2 separate regions of the Mus musculus genome follow, and region 1 is linked to region 2. The links are chromatin contacts, called in public Hi-C maps. All regions are on one chromosome and are shown on one strand. Each heading gives the region's core, a stretch centred on a gene start, on an enhancer-like site or on the middle of the called end of the contact. The rest is flanking DNA. Distances are from core to core; before and after follow the strand shown.

Evidence for each region. A called contact is a pair of places that touch in the nucleus more often than the background predicts.
Region 1: a contact with region 2 is called in a Hi-C map of cortical neurons, with 2.7 times the contacts expected there. The contact joins the enhancer-like site here to the promoter of 4931428L18Rik in region 2. A contact is called at or near these places in 3 of 39 promoter capture datasets (cranial neural crest, hippocampal neurons and second pharyngeal arch cranial neural crest), 23 of 484 Hi-C or Micro-C datasets (the N1E-115 cell line, cardiomyocytes, cerebellar granule neurons and 15 more) and 2 of 115 datasets of contacts at active chromatin or transcription factors (astrocytes and embryonic stem cells).

The regions. Positions count from the first base shown.
Region 1 is chr1:33,644,822-33,651,795 of GRCm38.p6, forward strand. All of the region lies in intron 5 of Prim2 (DNA primase, p58 subunit), which reads right to left. Among named protein-coding and RNA genes, the nearest start is that of Prim2, 21 kb to the right of the region's middle. Within about 2 kb of position 3,075, at least 31 of the 459 cell types and tissues checked have an H3K27ac peak or open chromatin away from gene starts, as enhancers often do. A contact at or near this core is called in cortical neurons and ventral hippocampal neurons, where this site is marked.
Region 2 is chr1:31,217,614-31,224,882 of GRCm38.p6, forward strand. It overlaps 4931428L18Rik (RIKEN cDNA 4931428L18 gene), which reads right to left and starts at 5,043. Exons shown (of 3, transcript NR_033445.1): 1 at 4,863-5,043. It overlaps Dnaaf6 (dynein axonemal assembly factor 6), which reads left to right and starts at 5,226. Exons shown (of 1, transcript NM_029062.2): 1 at 5,226-6,674. The coding sequence starts at 5,326. The coding sequence ends at 5,982.

The DNA of each region.
Region 1 (6,974 bases), core at 1,825-4,324, 2.4 Mb after region 2:
TGAAGTCTTTTTTTCTTGACACTTCCTTCTGCTCCAGTTTCGACATGGTCTTATATGTATCCCACCTGGCCTCAAATGGATTATGTAGCACAGACTGGCCTTGAACTTCTGACCCTCCCATCTCCTTTCTGTCCTTATTGGATTACAGAGGCAGGAGCAACAACAACCAGTTGCTGAGGTGCTTGAGACAGAACCCTGGGCTCCAGGTACCTAGGCAAGCATCTCCATGCCTGGCCTGAGGCCAGTGAAATTTTCATGGCATTTTACCCTCCAAACCTTTGGTGCAGAGTACTTGTGACTCACCCTGCCAGGCCCTACCCTCATAACTAGTACACAGTAACTACTGCTATGTGCTAATACTTGAGTTAGTGTCTTAATTAGACAAGTTGCTTTTAAATGATGAAAGTCATCTCTGAAAAGTCCACTTAGATAATCAGCATCTGCCTCTAATCAAAACTGAGATGATTAACAAATTAAGCCCTTTACTTAGCATTTTACATAATTTAGGCAAACGCTTCTTAGTTTTAAAAGGTGAATCAGAATTCATCAGTTAAAAGTCCTCTAAATTTTGATTAATTATCTTCTTTAGGCTGTATTAATTATCTAATTTTATAGCATATACAGTAAAAACAAAGAAACATAATTTAAATTTAATCTCCACCTCTTAAAAGCTAGCATTTTACAAAATTTACCCTAGTCCTGTCCATCTGGACAAATTAATAGAAAACTCTAAAGAAAAAAAAAAAAGATTAAGGTTTTTTTTTTTTTTTCTCTTAAATCAACTCTCCAGAGTCAACTACAGCCAAAATAAAAGCAATTAGCATTCTTGGAGAAAAACAAAAAAGGCAGGGGGGAGGGAAGGAGGAAGGGAAGGGGGGAGGAAAAGAGAAAGGGCAGGGGGGAGGGAGAAAAGGCAGAGGGAGAGATAAGGAGGAGCTCTGCCCACACAGCCAAGGCAGGATCATGGCTCACAGGAGGCAGTCCCTGTACTAAGCTATTTGTCTATCCCCACTGCACAGGGAAGAAGACAAACAGGAGCCAAGCTTCCATACACACCCAGCTGAATGGCAGCTCTCTCACAGGAACAGCTTGTTCCTCACAGACTCATTTTTTAAGAAATATGTACTTCTTCTCACAGCCTGGCCAGAAATCCCTTCTTAATGGGCAGAGTAAGTAGCACTGAGTGGATAAACAGAAGCGGGTGAAAAGAGTAAGAGTTTAGGGCAGTGGAGAAGTCCACTTCATTTCTAACCCACATTAAGCTACATTTCCAGTAAAGACAGGGTCATGCCTTCAACGGAGAACTTCTAGCCTAGAATCCAGCATCTGTCCAAAGACGGGAACAAGGAAATTCAAAAACCAATTTTGAATGACAGACAACAGCCTGTGAGAAACTAAAATAAATCATGCTGTTAACATGCTATAAAATACCACCCCCTGGGCAAGAATGGAGACCCCCTGGGCTAGAGAGATGGCTCAGGAGTTAGAGCACTGGCTGCTCCTCCAGAAGTCCTGAGTTCAATTCCCAATAACCACATGGTGGCTCACAACCATCTGTAACAGGATCTGAAGCCCTCTTCTGGTGTGTCTGAAGTCAGCTACAGTGTACTCACACAGAGAGAAAGAAAGAAAGAAAGAAAGAAAGAAAGAAAGAAAGAAAGAAAGAAAGAAAGAAAGAAAGAACGAACGAACGAAAGAAAGAAGCGAAGCCAAGCAGTGGTGGCGCACGTCTTTAATCCCAGCACTTGGGAGGCAGAGGCAGGTGGATTTCTGAGTTCAAGGCCAGCCTGGTCTACAGAGTGAATTCCAGGACAGCCAGAACTACACAGAAAAACCCTGTCTCAAAAAACAAACAAACAAAACAAAAAAAGGAAGGAAGGAAGGAAGGAAAGAAAGAAAGAAAATAAATAGAAATTTTAAATTTTTTTTAAAATTTAAAAAAGAATGGAGACCCCTGTGTGCATACACATGCGTGTGCTACAAAAGAAGTGGCAAAAATAAAAGAAGTGTAATCCTTTCAAGGACATACTAAAAAAGAAAAGAGACGAGACGAGAGGAAACGAGGAGGAAAAAAAAGGTAACCTATTTTAAATAATACCCAGCAACTAATGGAAAGCCAGGGCAAGGGAGCTAAACAGGAATGCTCTACTTCCTAAACCCAGGTCTTGACAATAGCTCTGAGGAACTTCCTCTAAGGACTCCTGAGATTTTTAGTAATTAAGCCAAGCCTCAATGAGACATGGAATCCATTGGACTTGGAGCGACGACGGCTCCGGTGTGATAGGACATCTACTCTACTCATCTGAAAACACTGAAGTCTCTAAGCGCTTAAGATGTCAACAGAACAACCAAGATGCAAGTGTGAAACGTTAAGTCAAGTTACACATTTACTGAGTGTTTCGTATAACGCATTTACTACTTAATAACCTTCTAACCATTTCCTATAGAAAGAGCACACACAGACAGACACACACACACACACACACACCCTGCACAGCATGGGCTTCCTTTCACTATTCTCTCCTATACTGAATGGGCCACTGGTAACTGTGGTACTCTGGCTCCCCCAAATGACACTTCTAGAGCACGATAGTCCTGCCAACCAAGAAAGAAATGCATGCCAAAGCAAATGGGTTCCTGGAAGCCCATCTTCTTAGGGAAAAAAAAACTGTCAGAATATCTTCAATTTTAGCATCATTACCTCTCATTCACCCCTCTCTGCCTCACCAAATAAGAACATTTCATTTCAACCAAGAACTTTCCTCTGAGTCCCAAAAGTTGAGGGGATTTGTAAGAAACAGAGAGAACAATGAAGTTAGAACCTCTGAGTCAAAGTCTGCAGCAGGCTTGAAAACCCAGAGGCAGGCAGCCGGAAGAAGAGAAACTACTGCATGCTTTCCCGAAGATAGCATCCTAGATTTAGAATTAACTACATTAACATACACGCACACTCAAACACACACACACACACACACACACACACACACACGACATAGATGGAAAGGAGAACTCTAAGGGAGGGTAATGAGGTTTAGTCAGAAGGAAGGAGGGGAGGCTGGGGAGGGAGGGCTCTGAGGGAGGTTAAATATGACTAAGGTACAGCAACAAGCATGTAAGAAAGCAGTGTTATGAAACCCATTCTTCTATATTCTAAGTAGAATATTTAAAATGAAAGACATGTTAAAAAATGCCCAAAACTAAAACACATATTTATCAAACAAATTAGTGTTAAGATTAGAATTATCCAATAATCAGAAACTTAAAAGTCTAACTGAATGAATAAAAGTATCACTACAATAAGGCCCCTTGTCTAGCTGTATCTTTGCTTTGTTATGTTTGAGACAGAGGATCTGTATGTATCCCCAGATGGCCTAAAACTCACTACATAGACCAGGCTGGCCTTGAGCTCAGATCTACCCGGATCTGCCCACCAAGTGCTACAATTAAATGCTAGACCGCCACACCTGGCACTTTAGACATTTAATACAATATCCAGAGTCAGAAGTCTTAGAATCAGTTCCGTTTCCATAGAATAATCCAAGTGCTTGATAAATAAGTATGTCCCGTGTGCTCTCATTCAGTATCACAGTAAAAGAAAAACGAGGCATTAAAGTAACTTAGTCGTGATCGTGAATTAATTTTCCCAGCACTCGCTCGCTCCCTCTCTCCCTCCCTCCCCCTCCCCCTCCCCCCCCTCTCTCTCCCAGCAGCCTTCCTTTGCACACACAGTCTCAGAGCAGCTGTGTGTGGTACTTTGGCTCCACCATTACACCTTTAACCTCCAAATCTCAGCCTAACATTCTGAACTGCCTCCACCCATCTCCACTGGAAACATTCCACAAGCAAATACACTATTCCAAACTATACTCCCTTCTCATATTCCCCACTGCGGTGGTTTCAGTAGGTTTGGCCCCCATACCCTCATGTGTTTGAATGCTTGGCCCCAAGGAGTGGCACCATTGGGAGGTGTGGCCTTGTTGAGGTTTCCTAGGCTCGAGCTCTGCCAAGTGTGGAATCAAAGCCTCCTCCTGCCTGCGTTCTGATCAAGAGGAAGCAGTCACAGTTCCTCCAACACCACTTCTGCCTGCACGCTGCCACGGTCCTCCCCACCATGACGATTATGGACTAAACCCCTGAACTTGTAAGCCAGCCCCAGTTAAATGCGGTTCTTAAGAGTTTCCATGGTCACAGTGTCTCTTTGCAGCAATGGAAACCCTAATGAAGACACCCACTATCGCCAACATCATACTACCCTTACCTCTGTACCGAGATCTGGCACAGGCCTCACTTCATATCTAACAGCCATCCAATCTTCAGGCTGCTTCCACAAGACTAACAGCTTCAAGCCCTCTGTTCTTCACTCAACAAACACAGACACTGCTAACGCCCTTGGAAATGACTCATGGGTGCTCTGACACTTTGCACCCTCAAGTCTCAACCTAGGCAGCTGTGGCCGTCTGCATCAGAGATCTGTGTCACACTCCTCCCCAGAAACCTTCAATAATGCCCTCCTGCCCTTCTCTCTCCCCAAGCTCATGACAGGTTCCCTTGTCATAAGACTTTTGCCAGAACCAAGATTAACACTGGGACATATAAAGTATTTCCTGTAACTGAAAAAGAGTGTAGCATCTAAACAACATTATATAAAGTATGTGACATCTAGATCTCCAGTATTTACCAGAGAGGTAAAGACTCTGAAGTAAGCTATGGAACTGTGCACACGACACTACGGGAAAGCCAGCCCTGTTGATGAGAAATGGAGGGAAAGGAGCCAGCCTCAGAGGCCAGCGGGCACTCAGAAGCAGAGAGAACCCTGAGGATCTGTAGACCTGCCTCGGGTTCATCTTCAGACCTGCCTGCAGACAGCGCAGGTCTGTGGAGCTCTACTCCAAACACAATGTCCTCAATGGTTTATAATTGGAGACCTTCCAGGGCTCACTATCAATGTCGTCACCACCACCACCACCACCACCACCACCACCACCACCACCACCATCATCATCATCAACAACTGAAATGAAGATAAAAAGAAAAAACAGCTTCCTAAGACATAACTGACATTGATGTGGTTATCTGTTGCAGGGTGGGACACACCATGGTGCACACAGGGAGATGAGAAGACTATCTGCAGCTCTCTCCTTCCAGCATATAAGTCCCAGATACCAAGCTCAGAGCATCAGACTTCGGCAAGTGCCTCGATCCACTGACCCATTTCACTGGCCAAAAGCATCTGAAATTCTTTTTATGATTACTATTCTTCAAGACTGCCTCGTTTATGTCAGAACCATAAATAGGCAATTTTAAGAATATTTACAATCTGGGGAGACAGTTCGGTTGCTCAAGTGTTTGCCCCAGCATTCATAAAGCTCAGGGGCAAATCTCCAGCACTGTGTAAAACTGAACATGCGGGTATATGCCTATAATCCCAGCACTTGGGAGAAGCAGAAGCTGAACATGATTCCTGGCTACATAGGGAATGTCTTAGTTAGGGTTTTACTGCTGTGAACAGACACCATGACCAAGGCAAGTCTTATAAAACACAACATTTAATTGGGGCTGGCTTACAGGTTCAGAGGTTCAGTCCATTATCATCAAGGTGGGAGCATGGCAGCCTCCAGGCAGGCATGGTGCAGGCAGAGCTGAGAGTTCTACAGCTTCACCCAAAGGCTGCTAGTGGAAGACTGACTTCCAGGCAACTGGGGTGAGAGTCTTAAGCCCACACCCACAGTGACACACCTACTCCAACCAGGTCACACCTATTCCAACAAGGCCACACCTCCAAATGGTGCCATTCCCTGGTCCAAGAATATACAAACCATCACAGGGAATATAACTAGGGACCCTATAACTCAAAAATAAAAAAATAAAAAAACCATAAAGAAGTGGCCAGGAGACTAGAAGCCTCTCTATGGGCGGCATAAGCCCAGGAGAAAGGCATCTTCGTTACGTGAAGTGAGAAGAGGTCTCCAAGGGAAGAGAAGGACTGTCCTTCAAAGGACCTGAGAACACACAGCCGGCTTGATACTTTCTCTCCAGGAAGCTGGCTCTCCTACAGCACAGGAACTCTGAGCCGCGAGGCATTCAGCACAGCAAATGCGCTTCGTCTGCCTATCGAGGAGAGCACAAAAGCATCCTCCTGCCGTGCCGCTCCTGCCTCTTGGTCTAATGTGTCCCATGCTCATAAGAATGTGACCCTGGGAGTTAAACTTAAGATTGTGTTTCACAAGAGATAGAAGAGCCTCCCTCTAGAACTTAGGGCATAAAACAACACATCCGGAATGCTGGCTCCTTCAGTCCTATTCAGTTAGACAGCGCGACTGAGAGTCACTGGAGACCTGCAAGGCCAGGGTGGGCCTCAGGTCTGTCAGAATCAAAGCTGCGCTTCTTTAAATGCATTAACACTTGAAATACATCACAAAGCTAGCTACAATCCCAAAGCAAAACACAGAGCTAAGCACCTCATGCTGACTTATAAAGCAATGTTTGCTGCTCAATTCAGTAACTGGAAAAGGCATGGTTGAGAAGTTGGCACACAAACATAAAACATCAAGGAAGACCTGGGAAAGTTCTGTTACACAGACCTACCTAGTGCACTACAGGCGCTCCAGCTTCCTGTCTCCTAAATGATGACGTATCTGCCAGTCACACACACCAAAACTACCACAAAGACGTCTGGATGATCTACTGGGGAAACTGTGGCTCAGAACCCCCGGACTAGCCAACAAGCCTTTCTAAAAACCCCAGTGTGTAATAACCAGTAAACCTCCCTTGATAATATCTCTCTTTCTTATCAGCTAAGAGGAATATCTATTCAAGTCCTTAACTGTTCTGTGCCTGATAAATTAAACTTAATTATTCCCAACTGGAACACAAAGTTTAGTGCTCAGTTTGCAGTGATCTTTGAATATTACATGAGTAAACCATTGATCTTGAACTAACACATCCAAAAACGTTCTTAAATAGGTAAAGGGGGC
Region 2 (7,269 bases), core at 3,793-6,292:
TTCATTTCTATGAATTGTACGGTAAATCAGAAGTCTTTATTCACTTTTAAACTGAGTAGTTGCCATGAAGTTAGACAATATACCTTTCATAGACGGTATCATTTCAAGTAAGACCGAGTCTCGTTACCAAAACTCACTTCAGTTTTCTATATTCGAAGTAGTCTTCAGAATGTCAAATATTAGAATCAAGTAGAGAAAAGTGAAAATTACTGGAAAGGTAAGACAATTCTATGAATCACAAGCTCATAACAAATTGAGGGCTAATTCACTGATAAGTGGATATTAGCCCCAAACCTAGGATACCCAAGATATAAGATATAATTTGCTAAACACATGAAACTCAAGGAGAATGAAGACTGAAGTGTGGACACTATGCCCCTCCTTAGATTTGGGAACAAAACACCCATGGAAGGAGTTACAGAGACGGAGTTTGGAGCTGAGATGAAAGGATGGACCATGTAGAGACTGCCATAGCCAGGGATCCACCCCATAATCAGCATCCAAATGCTGACACCATTGCATACACTAGCAAGATTTTATTGAAAGGACGCAGATGTAGCTGTCTCTTGTGAGACTATGCCGGGGCCCAGCAAACACAGAAGTGGATGCTCACAGTCAGCTAATGGATGGATCATAGGGCTCCCAATGGAGGAGCTAGAGAAAGTAGCCAAGGAGCTAAAGGGATCTGCAACCCTATAGGTGGAACAACATTATGAGCTAACCAGTACCCCGGAGCTCTTGACTCTAGCTGCATATATATCAAAAGATGGCCTAGTCGGCCATCACTGGAAAGAGAGGCCCATTGGACTTGCAAACTTTATATGCCCCAGTACAGGGGAATACCAGGGCCAAAAAGGGGGAGTGGGTGGGCAGGGGAGTGGGGGTGGGTGGATATGGGGGACTTTTGGTATAGCATTGGAAATGTAAATTAGTTAAATACCTAATAAAAAATGGAAAAAAAAAAAAAAAAAAAAAAAAAAAGAAGTGGCCCTGTAGTTAGGAGTCAAGATGGTGGGAAACGTGTTCCTCGAGAATAAGAGCGTTGCAGGAGAGAAGAAATGGAATGTTGGTTATTCTGCAAATGTTTCCATTTTTCAATTAGGACAAATATTCTTCCTGGCCACAGAGAGTTGTTCAGTCTCATCAACTTCAGTTAAAACAGGACTTGGAATGTGGCCTCAGGAAGGGAGAATTTTGGAATATTTTACCAACCTTGAAGCATTTTAGAAAGATGTTGCCTTCCTATGCTATGTTACTGACATCCCATCTCTGTAGGGCAAGCTCATACTGATTGCAGTCTGTTATACGGACAGGAAATTATAAGGATGAGTTTTGATTTTAAAGCACTTTACGTAGGAGATAATGAAGTGATTAGGCTTTTCAGACTGGAGATGAAGGCTTTGAGTATACGGAATCAACTGCCTCTCTGTGATCAAAGGGCCGACTTTATCATGCTTTTATTTTAAGAATATATATGACCCTAGAGGTACTCTTGTCTCACTCAGAACTGAGTGATTGGCAAACCTAAAACTCTCTTAGATCTGCTAATTCCTAGTTCATTCTTAAAAAAAAAATCAATATATACATGTACACACACACACACACACACACACATTTATCTTATACAACAGCGTTTTCCTGCTACCTGATATTTAAATAGAATTTTTGTCCTGCCACTGGAACTCATAAAATATTTTTACCCTTGAATCTGCTCTTTTATTTGCATTTTGCGGTTTGACAGTCCCGTTGGTTTTCTGCCTAGAGGAATTTTGAATTAAATTGCCTTTTAGGTTCTAAATTTGTTTTAAAACTCACTTTGAATTGGCTCATAAAACTGAGCCTGTCCTGCTTCAGTTTGATCCCATCCTCAGATTTAAATTGACTTAGACATAAACTGGAGATAATTCTCAATTTTTCTCTGCATTCCAATTGCCAGACTGTTGCCATCCAATTTTATGTTCTTATGACGGAAGCCGAAGACAGCACTGCAACACTTGAGGGGATCTCAGAGCACCTTGGCCCAGGTTCAGACACATTCAGAGGAGAAATTTCAGGAGTGAGGGTAGGTTTTACACAAAAAGTGTATTCAAGCTATTCCAGAAAAGAAGAACTGCCAGGAGGGACACAGGACCCTTCCTTGTGTTATCACCTCATTAGTTCGGATTGCCTGACCCTGGATGTTCTCTGCCGTCAGGGCGAGCTGCTGGCTTTCCATTTCTCTCAGGAAACTGAATCATCCTCACTCCACTGACAATGCCCTTTGGGAACTTAAGTAACAGCACAGTTGGATGTAAACATGTCGCATCCAGTTCTGGTACTTTTTCTTCTAATCTTCAATCACACTGGAGAGTTTATCTATGCTATGTCTAGTCTCACACAGGAAACAACAACAACAACAACACCCAAGCAGTTATTAGGAGCACTAGGCTCCTAATAATTCTGCCTTCCATTCTTTTCACCCATTTTGTTCTGAAATATATAAAAGAATAAAAAAGATATATTGGAGACGGAGTCTTGCTGTCTTGCCCACACTAGCTTTAAAACTGCAAACCTCTTAGAGTAGCTTCTTGTATAGTCAAGATTACAGAGTAGGTCACTGCTTTAGGAGGGAGCAAAATAGTAAGCAAGGCTTTTAATGAAGATTCTATAAACTCTATGGTTGTGTCTTAGGGTTTGTATGTGGATGTGCGTAAGTTACAAAGAGACAGTCACAGAGCTAGAGAGATGGTTCATCAGTTAAGAGTGTTCACCGCCTTTCAAAGGGACTGGAATTCAGTTCCCAACACACACATTGTAACTCTAGTTCTAGAGGAATCTGACACCTCTAGTCTTCGAGGGCACTTCCGCTTTGAAAATCCCACAAGCTTCAGTCTCTTTAAAATATACGAAGTCTCTTTAAGGTTCAAATCTCCCTAAAGTTCGAAAGACTTTTAAACTGGGGGCTCCTATAAAATAAAATATAAATTACATACTTATTTCAAAGAGGAAGAGCCAGGGCACAGTTACAATCAGAATAGAGCAAAACTGAAGTCCAACCATGTAAAGACTTATGGGACTCATGATCTCCAATTGGCTTGGAAAAGCTTCTCCTCTCTGGCTCTGCCTCGCACAACATGCACAGCACATCAGGCTGGCTCTACTCTACAGCTGCGCCCATATTGGCTATGCATTCTGTCGTACTGGCATCTCCAAAGTTCTGCGGGCTGCACTGTGACAGGTCTGCACCTTTTCCAATAACCTCTTCTGAGCTCTCTTTGGGGACTCTGGCTATTCTACAGGGTGTTAAGCCTCAATTTTCTCCCATGACATCTGTAATCCTGGGCTTCACTGTACCTGAGGCTGCACCTTCACCAAGGGCCTTGCCAGGCTCCAAGCCTCAGCTGTTCTCCATGGCTCCTTCATTCCTTTTAAACCAGCACCACCTGGGAAACTCTTACACATTACAAAGTTTGGCTGGCAGCAAATGCACATACAGCCTGAATCCCATCTGGATCATAGCTTCTGTATGCCAAACTTGAGGAAACCCTTTTCAGAAAATTTTACCTCAACAATGCTAGTCTCTTCTTAATCTCAATAGACTCTTCAGATCCCAGGTGATTAAAGAACCACAGATCTTTAATTTAAAATATCACCCAAACAAGTCCGGTAGTTTTTATTGCAATTGATTGATTGATTGATTGATTGATTGATTGAGGCAGGTTTTCTTTGTGTAGCCCTGGCTCTCCTGGAACTCACACAGTAAAAGAGGCTGGCTATGAACTCAGAGATCCGCTTGTTTCTGCTTCCTGAGTGCTGGGACTAAACGCATGCACCACCTCACCTGGCCCTTGTAGTCTTTATATCCTTGTGAAACTCACAAACCAAGTCTGCACTGCCTACATAGCTCTCAGCCTTCTTATCTTCCAAGCTCCCATAGAATAATAGCTTATTGAGCTCTGAGCACCAATGGCTATTCTGTCCATTTTTTCCACACCCCTCCCCAACTGCAAACAATATGGTTAGGTGTATTCCACAGCAATATCCCACAGTCTGGCTAGTATTTTTCATCTTAATTATGATTCATATGGTTGTGATCAAGCATCATGTCCAAAAGCAAATGGGTGGGAAAAAAAGCTTATTCTAGCTCACAACTTTCAGATCACACTCCATCACTGAGACAACTCAGAGCAAGAACTCAAGGCAAGAACATGGAGGCAGGAATTGAAGTACAAGCCATGGAGGAGGGCTGCTTACTGCCTAGACCCCCAAGGCTTCCTTAGCCTTCTTTGTTACCTTCTTTGTTATGTAATCCAGGACCACCTGCCCAGGGGTAGTACTGCCTACTGAGGGCTGGCCCTCCCACATCAATCATTGAGAAAGTGTCCTCCATTTTTGCCTATAGGCCACTTTTATTTTCTCACTTATAATTCACTCTTCCTGGGCTGGAGAGATGGCTGTGTAATCAAAAGCTAGTCGAAACACAAGATTCTTTCTTCCCACCTAGATCTTGGTTAGGTATATGTCAGGTTGGCACAAGTAAAGTAGCGGAGTAGTGTTTTGTCTTCATGTATGTCTGCATACCACATGTGTACCTGGTGCTCACTGAGGTCAGAAAAAGATGCCCCGCAACTGAATTACAGAGTTATAAGCGTCTATGTGGGTGCTGAGAAATAAACCCCAGTTCTCTGGAAGAGCACTGAACGTTAAGTGCTGAGCCACCACTCAACTCCCTCCCAAATAAAAATAAAATACTTTAGAAAAGGAATAGAAACCCACTCAGGTTTTAAAAATGATGCTTAGGAGGAGTGGGGGCGGAGTGGAGGAGGGGGAGAAAAGCTCACTGCAAAAAGCTTGCAGGACAAATGGTAACATCCTGCTCTTACCTCTGTGGCTGAGCCAGCTGGGTATCTGGTCTTCAAAGTAAAGGCAGAGGTGGGGAGAGGCAGTCTGAGAGAAGCGGGAGGACCCGGACTACCGCAGAGAAGCTGTGAACTCTCAGGAGCTAGCATGATGGATCCCACAGCCTAACCCAGGTCGATCTACTTAACTAGAAATGGCAGCCATAGACCCTGAACGGGACGAGCTGGGATTGGCTGCTGCTGGTATTGTTTCAAAGGAGACTCTCCTGTGATTGGCTAGCAGAGTCAAGCAGGAACTAGAGGTGGAAAAGGGAAGTTCAACAAAGTTGTTACCCAGGCAACAGAGCAACGCACAGCGAGTGGCAGTTTATTTTCGGCTCCTAGGCTGTGAACAGCACTGACCAAGCACCTGGGATCCAATTCAGACCTTCTTCCACATTTAGCAAGCACTCTACCCTTGAGGTACACTCTTATCTATATTTGAATAATGGAATCAGAAAATGCTGAAGCTGAGAATGTGGTAACAGGGAATTTGGAAGCAAAGAGCAAGGAAGGTAAAAATATGCAATTTGTGACATTGTCTTCTGCCTGGTCCCTTCAAGCACTATCCAGTCTCCTCAATCCCGAAGAAGAGGATGGTTTTGATTTTGAACAGGGGCAATGCTCATTTACTATTGGAGCCATGGGCCCTGGGAATATTGGACCACCTAAAGCAAAAGAGTCCAAAGCTATTCCTGAACCCAGGAGTGATGAAAGTGAGAACATCTGGAATCCAGAAGAGGTTCCAGAAGGAGCAGAGCATGATGATATATGGGATGTTCGTGAAATTCCAGATTATGAGATTGTATTCCAACAAACTGTGGGAACTGAGGACGTATACCTAGGATTAACAAGAAAGGATCCTTCAACGGCATGCTGCCAGGAGCTGGTGGTGAAAATTAAACTGCCCAATACAAACCCTTCTGAAATTCAAATTGATATCCAAGAAATGCTCCTTGATCTTCGCACTCCTAGAAAGAAGCTGTTAGTAAACTTTCCCCAGCCCGTGGAACGGAACAGTGCTAGAGCATCCTATATCTGGGAAGCTGAAACACTTGAAGTCAGGATGACCGTCCAAAGGGATTTGGATTTTAATATTTCCTGAAACTGTATGAATAAGAAGAGATAGAAAGAAATCATGACAAGAACATTTTTTTTTCTACCTTTGAATACTGGTTGTTTATGTTCTCCCCCCACCCCCGACATATTTTAGAAAGGTTCAGAATTTTAGTGGTGTTTTGATCAAATATAGTCAATTCTATTACTGTTATGACATATGGTTGTTTCATACAATAAGGTGCTGTTCCATTTCTATAGTGAGAGCTGAATAAAATATTTTCAGGTTAACCATCTAGGTTATTACATGGTCAATCACACAGCAGAGCTATGACCATGAAATAAGTGATTCACTTAAATCAGCAGTCTGAAGAACTTCAGCTAACTAATTACATTACCATACAATCTGCTACATAGGGATTTGTCATTATTGTCACCAGAAAAATTCATTTGGTTGCTTTTTCATTGATTTTAACATGATTTAGGATGTTTTCAATCTAGGGCTTCAATATTGTTCTGGAACATATAAGTAAGAAAGGACTATAAATAATTTGCTGTGTCCTGTGAGACACATGTTTATTTGAAAAAGTAATATTTATAGATATATGTGTAGATTCATTTTCTCTTGTTTCTATCTTCCTAACTGTACATTATTATTTTTATAAATTTTCCGTGTTCCTTGTATTTTCTGTACTATTGAATGAGTTTATTTCATTACTATTTATTAAAAACGTATATTTTAAAAAATGATGCTTAAAATCAGTTTAAATATCAATTAGGATAAATGGAAAAAATTAAGGTACATTTTTCTTCTGTATTTCTGTTTCATGTATTTAGATATTTTGATTAGGTGGAAGACAGGCCACTGAGGCATTCAAACCAGAAATGGAAATTATATAGTTAAAGTCACATGATGACTCCTCTACATTGTCATCCAGAGACAGAACAAGGGACAGAAAGGTGAACCAGGAGATAAAAAATGAAGTGGTCAGATGGATTGTTCTGATCACTAAAGTCGTGGTTCTCAACACCGCCTATACATGTGGTTACCCAGGGAGCTTTAAAAAGTGCTGAGGCTCAGGCCACTCCAGACATCGAGAAGTGATTGATCTGGGCCAGTGTCTGCGAAAGACCAGGGCTTTGAAAGTATTGAAATGTGACCAGAGGGGCAGCTGAGTGGTGCTTGTCCTTGGCCAGTAAGGACTGTTGACCATCAATTCTGCTGTGATTTACACGGTGGTTTCTAAAATTGCTGTGAAGAACGACTTCACAGGTTGTCAATGGCAGCATCTTGGACCTCTGCTCAGCTTGACTAAACAGAGTTATTCTTCCAAAA